Linked DNA regions of Triticum aestivum: region 1 is linked to region 2. A link is a contact called in public Hi-C data. All regions are on one chromosome and are shown on one strand. Each heading gives the region's core, a stretch centred on a gene start, on an enhancer-like site or on the middle of the called end of the contact. The rest is flanking DNA. Distances are from core to core; before and after follow the strand shown.

Region 1 (4,800 bases), core at 2,037-4,536, 220 kb before region 2:
CAACTCCGGCTTGAGAATCCTATTGCTGGATTTGGATTTATTTGCATTTGAATGCAGTGTAAGACTTTTTTTTGTCTACGATTTTAGCAGTAATATGCTAGCAAAAATAATAAAACAATTCCCAGTCAGGTTAATTTAGGTTTGATTGATGTAAACAAATTTTGAACTAAGCCTCATCAAAGGGAAATAAAATATGATCAAAACCCAATCTCACTGAAAACGACAACTTTCAGCGAAGGAGATCAAGCATATGCGACAGCATTTTCAGAGTTCCAAACCGTCCACAGGTCCTACCATCATACACCAGTTTCCAATCTCCAGGGTATCACCTTATCAGGAACGCAGCAACATCACTCAAATTCAAACAAACTACACCTCCGTTGGAAAAACATTTCGACATAAGTCGGAACAACACACTCAAAGCTCAGTCTTTGTATTGAACTGTGGAGCCATCATGCAATGATGAAAGGGAGCACAGTCAACATGAATGCCTCGTAACTGAAAGTTGCAGACCCGGAGTAAGCTGTGTCCTTCTCCTTGAACTTCTCAGTCAGACCCTACAGAAGTATGAAACCAATTAGCGGGTGAACTACAGAACATTAATGTGTTAGTTTGTGTAGTATAATGATGGGAAATACCTTGACTGTAAGGCAACACCTGCATACACAAACAAACAAAGAGTTAGGACTGTTATAAACCAAACTGAACTTATCAAAATGTATTTCACAAAACCAAGCAGAAAATAGAGCCAAATAGATGGACAGCCATTTTTTCATTTTTGAAGCTTCAGAACAGTTGGGTGCATCTTTAATTCATAAAACGGAAGAAACCAACTCAACAATTTGAGTTCATAACATAATAGAAGTACCAGCGAGTTACAGACAATTGACTAATAATTGCACCATAGAGATATGTGATTCCACCATTATATGAACAAATAAAGTTATCAGAGATTGGATATTATAAAAGCTTGTACTGTTTTTCTGGAATAATTAGCCAAATTAAATTGAAGGAGAGTAATCTTACTCAATAAAGTTATCATATTCAACTGCTTTGCTCATGCCCCCAGTCTTGTCGAATTTAGACACGAGCAAGTCTAGCACAGTTGGAGAAACTGAATAACCCAGACTGAGAAGAGCATCGCGCAGCTCCGATGCATCAATTTTACCACTTCGGTCACGGTCAAACCTCTCGAATATGGACTGCACAAAAACAATAGGAAATGGACAGGCATGGTTAGTACGTATTTCATTAGATCAGCTGATTAGTCCGCACAAATAAGTAAAGAAAACTTGAAGCCATAGCCACTCACCCTCCAATTCTGAAGACTGTAAAAAACAGAAGTAAACTCCTTGGGCCCTGCAAGAATCAGAGGCACAAATTAAAAACTGAGAGAGGTCAACGAGAAAGAGCTGAAATAGATATTAAGGGCAATGCTGAATTCGAAGTTTCACCCCAAAAAAATCAGATCAATTCTACTACTGGTATGTGAAAGACGGCACTGATATTAGAGTTCAGATCAATCAAGTAGTTCAGAAGTAATTGTGGAAGCTCCACACAGAAAAGGAAAACACCCAAAGAAAAGAAAACACGAGATAAGATTTTTCTAACTCAACAGGAATCTAAAAAAACTTACTACCAAAATCAAGCATAAAGGAAGCGCATCAGGCCACAAATTCAAACTGTGCCGAAGTTAGGTCAACTCTAAACCCCAGTTGACTTACATACCAAGTGGATCAATCCTGCAATAAATTGCCGACACACCAGAGTTTCATCGCAAACAGAAAAAAAAAAGGCTTGACGGGTAGGACAACATTTGCACAGGTCTAACTTGAAAGGCATCCCAAGACAAATTAAACTTTCACTTAGATGTTATACATAAGATATATTTTTCTCAGGGATTCCTACTAGTCCTTTTTAATCAACATCCTTTTTTTTTACTACTGGCGGCATAATATGCAATAGCTCATACTATTTCAAGTGTCATCAGATATAAGTATCATCTGGTAATGATTCTTGATAGTATTTTATTCTTCATATGCATGCTGGTGAAGTCTAAACACCATAGCCACGGATAAAATAAGTGTCATCAGATATAAGTATCATCTGGTAATGATTCTTGATAGTATTTTATTCTTCATATGCATGCTGGTGAAGTCTAAACACCATAGCCACGGATAAAATATTTTCAAATCTAGTAGTCTATAAATTATTATGAATATATGTATACTTTAAGTGTTTGAGTAAAGGCCAAAGCAGTGACTGCAAACTTGTCAGTGTTACAACTAGAACATCGGCTATCACACAAAATACATACTGAATTTCTGAAAAAAAAATGCTCATTCTATCTTGCATACAAGACCAGCCTTTTGATGCCACATGATAGCTTGTTGCCTAGAGTGTAGTGCTGTGCCCTTATATCACCATTAAATAGCATTCCCATGATGAACAAGGTTAAACAGGATGTAGGGATTTACTGTCTCAAATAGCATGTAGAGAATTCACATATCACAGGAACTTGTATTAGGAAATGCAGCTCTCTTTTTTCTTAAGGGAAGGGAATGATTGTGGTTTTCCTTGTGATAAACTCAATTATTGATTTCCCAGAAGGAGCCTCATTGTTTGATCCAACTGTATCAAACAGCAGGGCATATGCCCACAGACTGAAATACCAGGCGAGCCCAAGTTGTGCACTGTTGTACCGAAACCTTTCTCCACAGGAACAAACAATAATTGTTGCAAGATCGCAGCTACACGAAAAAGCGGAGAGGTGCTAGGAAGGAAGAAGGATGCGCGTAGAGGGGAGTGTGATTACCGATCCTGCGGACGTTGGTGTTGGTGAAGAGGTACATGAGGAGGTGGACGGTGCGGAGGCTAAAGCTCTGGTTGTAGCCGGAGAGCGCGGACTGCAGCTCCTTGTCGTCGATGGTCCCGCTGCCGTCGCGGTCGGCGGCCTGGAAGCACGCCACCACGTTGGGGTCCGTCCCCGGCGGGAACGCCGACGGCACGAGCGCGGCGAACGGGCTCCCGTACCCGCCAGCGGCCCCATACGGCGCTGCCGCGGGGGGCGGGGCCCCGTAGGGCGCCGACGAGGGAGGCGGGGCGCCGTAGGACTGGCCCGCGGGCGGAGCACCGTAGCCTCCGCCGCCGCCGTAGGACTGGGGCTGGCCGGCGGGCGGGGCCCCGTAGCCGCCGCCGCCGTAGGACTGCGGCTGGGAGGAGGGCGGGGCCCCGTATCCGCCCCCGTAGGACTGGGGCTGGGTGGAGGGCGGGGCTCCGTAGCCGCCTCCGCCGCCGCTGGCGCCGTAGGGCTGGGGCGGGGAAGCGTAGTAGGGGGAGGAGGCCTTGCCTTCCTTGGGAGGCTTGTCGCCGTAGGGCGGGGCCGAGGGGGCGGGCGAGGAGCCGTAGGGCGGAGGGGCCCCGTAGCCGCCTCCTCCTCCGGCGCCGCCGTAGGGGTAGCCGGACATGGCCGGGCGATCGCGCGGCGGCGGTGCTCGGGGAATTGGGTGGGTGCGGGGAATAATCGCGGCGGGGTCGTCTGGCCTGGTGCTTTTTGGGGAGGCTCTCTCAACTTTTCGAACGGTGGATGAAGGCTGGCACCAGTTTTTATGAGACGAGGGAACGGGACAAGCGTGTGCGTGCCTTTGCTTTGATGACTCGACGACGCGCAGGGAATGCATATCTCCGAGTATATCTCCCTCGGCGGAATAAATTGCATACAAGTATCACAATTAAGGCATTGGAAGCAGATTGATATCAAGATTGGTAATTTTTACGTATCAGTACCAACTTTGGGGCGAGGCGTTGCAAAAGAGGCTAAAACAACTGTTTATACGTATTGACACGGAAACTGACCGGTTGGGCCCGCCTGTCGGGTGCTGACATGGCATGTTTTTTGCAAAAAACTCCTAGGAATCTCCTCTCTCTCCCCCGAACGCTCTCCCCCTCCTCTGTCTCGATCTCTCACACACACCCGACGCCACGTCAGCAGTTGACGCCGGCGACCAAAGGCACGGCGGTGGCACGCCGGAGTTGCTCGGGATGGCGCTAACAAGCACCGCTTCGCGCGTGGTTTGCGGCTATGGCGAGCTGGCGGTGCGGCGCATCTAAAGGAGGCAGCGGGGGGTGCCGGGGTGCAGTGTAGCGGCGGCGGCGACGGGCGGAGCGGCGGCCGGGTGCGGGGATGCGGCTGCAGCGCTCGAGAGAGCGAGTTGGGGTGCGGGTTGGGTTCCTGGCGAGGTCTGGAGCACGTCTACGTGCCTAGGAGCGACGAACACGGCCTCTGGCCATGGCGGTGAGGAGCTCAGGCGGCGGCGCGAATCGGTCGCCGGCGGAACGGTGGCCATGGCGAGAAAAGGAGCACGGGAGCAAGGGGAGAGGAGGCAGGGGCTCACGGCGAGTCGGTTGGAGCAGACGGCGAGCTCGGGGGAGGTCGGACGGCGTCGAATCGTCGGCGGTTGTCGTCGGATCCCGCGGAAGAAGCCGAAGGCGAGGACGACGGCACGGGGCTCCCGGCGTCACGTGGCTTGGCGATGAGGAAGAGGGCGTCGCGGCTGAGCCGTTGGATGGTATGGAGAGGGGTAGGTTGGACGGTGGCCACGGTGATCGTCGTCGGTGGCGACGGCCGCGTTCGGGTGTGTGTGAGAGATCGAGACAGAGGAGGGGAAGAGCGTTCGGGGGAGAGAGAGGAGACTGCAGAGAGTTTTTTTGCAAAAAAACATGCCATGTCAGCACTCGACAGGCGGGCCCAACCGGTCAGTTTCCGTGTCAGTACGTATAAACAGCTGTTTTAGCCTCTTT
Region 2 (5,091 bases), core at 1,331-3,830:
GGCTTCAGGAAGCACCAGAAACTCCATTGGATAATTGTGGAAGGGGAAGAGCACACAAAACAATGAGTATTATGATAGAACCAAGAAATATATTACATCACATGGTTTAATTCAAATTTGTGCCACGACAAATCTTGGCTAGAAGTTCCCACCTTACATCATAACATTCCATACAAGCGAAGTAGAAGTATTGCTACTTCTTTCGAGGTAGATTAATTTACATGAGCAGGTTCAGGCAGCAAGTTAATAAGTGGATTAAGCAGCAAATCGTCACAGCCAGATCGACGAACCTCTTTCAGAGGTTGATTAATTTACATGAAGAATTGCGTGGAACACACTGATAAGGGAATTGAGCAGTAATCCTCACAAGCCAAATCGGCGAACGACAATACCGCAGCTAAATAACACTTGCCTTTTTAGCAAGTTCCCCTTCGCCTGGTAGCTCCAGCGAGCCTTCTGGTGTTGCCGTTTTAGCAAGCTCCCCTTCCCCTGGTAGCTCCGGCGAGCCTCCAGGCATTGCCGTCTCCGCCTGTGTGGCCCCTTGAGGAAGAGCAGGAGTGACGTTGTTCACCCAGTGCTCTACAAGCCTTTCCACAGGCACCTTGATCACATCACGGCGAACACCCATGTCTGACACATATCGCCCCACGCAGTACATGCCGCTTGTCACAATTGCCAGACCACTAGCACTAGTTGTCAGGAAACGCAGCGGCGAAGAAGCCACCGCACTGAATGCAGCCGTCAGGGACGCCAGCTGCCCACTGCGCCCAACGCTGTAAGCAGTCTCGACAAGCAGCTCCGTCTTGCAGTATATCGCGAAGTCCTCACAGTTGTTCTTAAACAGGCTATACATGCCAAAGCCATTGTTGAGGAGGTGTTTGGCACGGTGGACAACAAGCTGAGCAGCGTCAGAGGGTGCCATAGTGCAGGTTCCTCCACGTGCTTTGGCAAGGAAGAAAGGGGGCGACACAGCATAGTCGAAGAGGTAGAGACTGCCCCCGTCCAGGAAGCAATCGAGACAGGACATTATGACGCCCTGAGGCTTGATGAGGTGCCCACATTTCTCACAAGGAGGGCCATCCGCCGTAGTCGGCGATGAGCTGAACAGAAACTTGTCTAAAAATGTCCCTGTCCCAATTTCATGTCCAGCCGCTCTCGTAAAATGGATAACCATTCCATCTCCAGCATATATCCCTGAAAAATGGAAGATCAAACTAGTCAGTACTACAGTAGTATTATTTATGACAACATATTAGCACATGTGTACAAGCAAACAAGTCAAGAGAACATCACGAACAAGTATTGCAGTAAGGAGCGTATGCATGGCGAAAACTAGCAAGCATAGGCAGCACGAGCGTGAGCGAAATGCGGCTTGAGAAGGAATATATCAATCTATAAGATGCTATTCAAAGCCCACTAGTCTAACAAACGGCAAAAGCTTTGCAGGCCTTTGTATTACATAGAAAGCAGTCAAAAGCCAAATTACAAATGTACGGGATGGCCAAAGCTTGCAGTCGATTCTTAACAGTCCAGATTGAACAATCACGAGCACAACTTCCGCTATATCTGAGTCACATAAAAGATAAAACTTGCCAACCCCTTCGCTCCAGCCTGACCTGAGTGCTCGCCTCACTGGGATCCTTGATGCCACATCCCACATAGCAGAGGAGATCCCAGACCATGATTACCATGGTGTCGAAAACTCAAGTGTTTCCCTTCCGGATTCGCATCCGCGCCCCATCCACCATGCCTTCAGTGGTGCTGGTGCTGCTGGGTAAAAGGAAAGGTGGCCAATCGTGCTTCGCTGAAGCATAGGCATCCACAGTTGATGAACCCAGACGCACTCGGCGAAGCAAGAATGAGCCGATCCACCGCTGAATAGCAACACTGGCAAGATCATGGTTATTGGGAACAACCCTCCTCATCACTCGACGAAAATCTTCCTCAATCGGGGCCAGCGGGCAAGCCTAAGAAACCATTTAGCCTAATAGTCTGATTCAGAGATGAGGGCATCTATTGTTGCAGGGCGTCTTCAAGGTGAGCCCGGAGGACCAGGCGCGAGATTAATGGTGGCAGGGTGCTTAATTAATCCTCGGCTAATTAACGAACCAATTGATAGAGATAGCTAGGGGGGATTGGTTGGGGCATTGAAGAATGAGGGGATTGGATTACCGACCGTGGTGGGCGTAGATGTAGGCGGTTCTCCACGAGTAGATGTGATCCCCGGCGGCGAGGGCCTCCCGGCCCACCCGATTCGACAGCACCCCCACCATCGACGAATCCAGCACTGGGGTCGAAATCGAAATCGAGTTCCCCAATCTGAAACGGCAGAGATCACCGGGGCTAGAGCATTACGGTCATCCTCGTCGCCTCGGCCCCGAGGTGTCGCTTGCTTAGCGGCAAAGGATGCCCTGGCTGGATGAACGCGGATGGAGACGGCAATCGGTTAGGGCTGGTTGCTTGGTTAGGTTAGGAAGCAAGGGCACGAGGAAAGCAGCCGTTGCTCCCGCGTCCGTGCCCGCGACCGCGACGACCACGACTCTCTTTCTCTCTCGGGTCGGGACTGCTGGTGTTTCCTTTTTTTTTTAGGATCTGCTGGTGTTTCCTTGTCTAGCGCAAATTATACGTGGCCATCCGCCGGGCCAGGCTTGACCAAGCCCGAGGTAGAAAACTCAGGCCTGAGCCCAGCCCGGCCCAGCCATCGGGCCTATTTTTCAGGCCCAAGCCCATCATTACAAAAGTCAGCGGGCCTTGGGTCGGGACTCTTCAGTAAAGCGCAAAAACAGCGGGCCCTGACCGGGCCCGATGTTCGGGCTCAAAACCTAGGCCCAGGCCCGGGGCCAGGCCGGGTTGAGCTTTTTCAGGCCAGGTTGTTCATGGCCAGGACTAAGCGCAATCATCTTTTCATTCATACGCTCTTATGTTTCCTTACGAACAGAGTTTTTTTTTTTCCAAAAATAAGTTTATTTTTTTTTTACAAAAGTAATTTTGGTTGTCAACCTGACGTTGCTAAAATACATTTAATCTTGAGTTTTACTTTAGGAAAGGCGCTCTAAATGTCAAGGTTGTGTGATATATATGCAACCTTGCGTCGGGTAAGATGAACTTGACATCCTTGAAGCTCAGGTCTCTTCTAATGCAAAAGTGCTTAGATGAGATGCTAAACTCATTGAAGTGTTTAACAACTAAAGTCCGCAATGTGTATATGCTTAACTTGTTGTACTTCCTCCGTCCCAAAATAAGTAACTTAACTTTGTACTAGCTTTAGTACGGAGGGAGTACCTAAGCTTTCTTTGTTTAATTATTTAACAACTAAATTCTCTCCAACCTCGCAAAAAAACTAAATTCGCTCATGCATTAGTGAACTTCCTTTATTTAAGTGTTTCGCGCGCTTAGCATTGTTTCTTCTCGGTTATCAAAGTGCTCTCTGTCCTCCTTAATTGCTTTACCATGTTAATTTTTTACTTATTTTTTGCTTATGTGGCATGCTTAACACATGCACACCATGGAGCAATGCGAAGGGCCTTATATATTCTGATCTATGTAAAATCAATGTTGTGTTGACAAAAGGTGAAAAATAAATACTTAATGACGTTGATAGATGATTTCACTAGATTTTGCTACCCGTATTTGTTCAAAACTAAAGATAAGGCTCTACACTACTTTACAATATACAAAAATTAAAAATTAGCTTTAAAATCAAATCAAACGAGTTCATTCAAATCGTAGTGGAGAGTACTTATCAAATGAATTCAACTCATTATGTGAGGACATGGTATTACTCGTGAGAGAACGTCTAAGCATTTACCTTAATTGGTCAAATGGAATTGTCGAACGAAAAAAATTCATATTCTAGCATATTTGATTAACGTCATGTTAAATATTTAGGGTTTATGCAAGGCATGATGGAGAGAAAAAATTGATATTTTACCATATCTTGAAGGGCTTTGTGACTGATAGCTACTTTACCTTCCTTTTTGTTCTTGACTAGTAGTGCTCATGCACTATTAAAAGGGTATAGTTGGGAGGCAAAGGACAAGCTCAAGTCATGATCAAGACACCCCATTTCCTAAACCGAACCCAAAGCCAAATAGCTCAACGAATTCCCAAGCCAAAAGTTGTAAAAGTGCAACTTCAAGTTGGTCGAAATCTCCATTCATGCATCTGCGGTGCCAGAAAAGGACTTATTTTCAATTGGAGCCCGCAATTCCTCCGGGACTTCTTGGGCTAGAGCCGAAGTCTCCGAGTCAGTCTCTGGTTGCTCTTGAGCGTCTACTGGAGTATCGAGGAAAGGGGTCGAAGTCTCCGGGGTACCCAGTTCCCGGTTGGTGCTCTGGCAGCGGGGTGATGACCCAGCCGGAGCCTTTGGCTCCTCTTCTTGCTGCTTTTGGGTTGGATCCGAAGCATCCAGGTACATCTGCCCAGAGCCTTTAGGCCTGGCTTCAAAGCCCGATGATGACTCGCTATTTGGCTCTGGCTCATCTTTCGAGAGCTAACCTTGTGCCTTAGGGCCATTTGGGTCAGAGACTACATGTCAGGACCTGACATCAGAGATGTGTGCAAATATAGTCATTCCATTAGCAAATGCATATCAAAGATTCCAAGCCCCTCCACACAACATGCAAGTTATATACATACACGTAACATGCATGCTATGTGGGTGAAACAACATGTAACACAACATATAACTCTACAACAGAACTGCAACATATATAGACAACAAATTTGAAACAGTAAAGTTTTGCAAATTAATAAATACAAACAAGGATCTCACAATAAGTTGTAAATCTCAGAGCGGGAACATAAATATATCTTACACCTGTAATTTTAACAAATGCCTTAAGTAGGCTACAATAAAGCATATGGCAACCATAATCCTCCCATACCACTATCTAAGATAACCATAACTAACGTCGTCTTTCATCACTAAAGATCACATGTTCCAAATGCTACCATCTGCTTTGCATCATCCACGTCAAAAGAATAAATAAAGCAAGGTGAGTACAAAGGTACTCGCAATACTTACATCAGAATAATTCTAGATACACATGTGTTAATGAGGGCTATTTGTGGACTGTTTGAGCAGAAAGC

What was found. A called contact is a pair of places that touch in the nucleus more often than the background predicts.
Region 1: a contact with region 2 is called in a Hi-C map of leaf, with 5 times the contacts expected there. The contact joins the promoter of LOC123120347 here to the promoter of LOC123120344 in region 2. A contact is called at or near these places in 2 of 5 Hi-C or Micro-C datasets (leaf and an unstated tissue) and 1 of 1 datasets of contacts at active chromatin or transcription factors (leaf).

Annotation. Positions count from the first base shown.
Region 1 is chr5D:231,703,368-231,708,167 of IWGSC CS RefSeq v2.1, reverse strand. It overlaps LOC123120347 (calcium-binding protein CBP), which reads right to left and starts at 3,286. Exons shown (of 5, transcript XM_044540316.1): 1 at 2,816-3,286; 2 at 1,313-1,359; 3 at 1,027-1,202; 4 at 639-657; 5 at 195-557. The coding sequence starts at 3,286. The coding sequence ends at 453. LOC123120346 (probable calcium-transporting ATPase 9, plasma membrane-type) reads left to right here. Exons shown (of 7, transcript XM_044540314.1): 7 at 1-138.
Region 2 is chr5D:231,480,591-231,485,681 of IWGSC CS RefSeq v2.1, reverse strand. It overlaps LOC123120344 (protein LEAD-SENSITIVE 1), which reads right to left and starts at 2,580. Exons shown (of 4, transcript XM_044540313.1): 1 at 2,177-2,580; 2 at 413-1,194. The coding sequence starts at 2,273.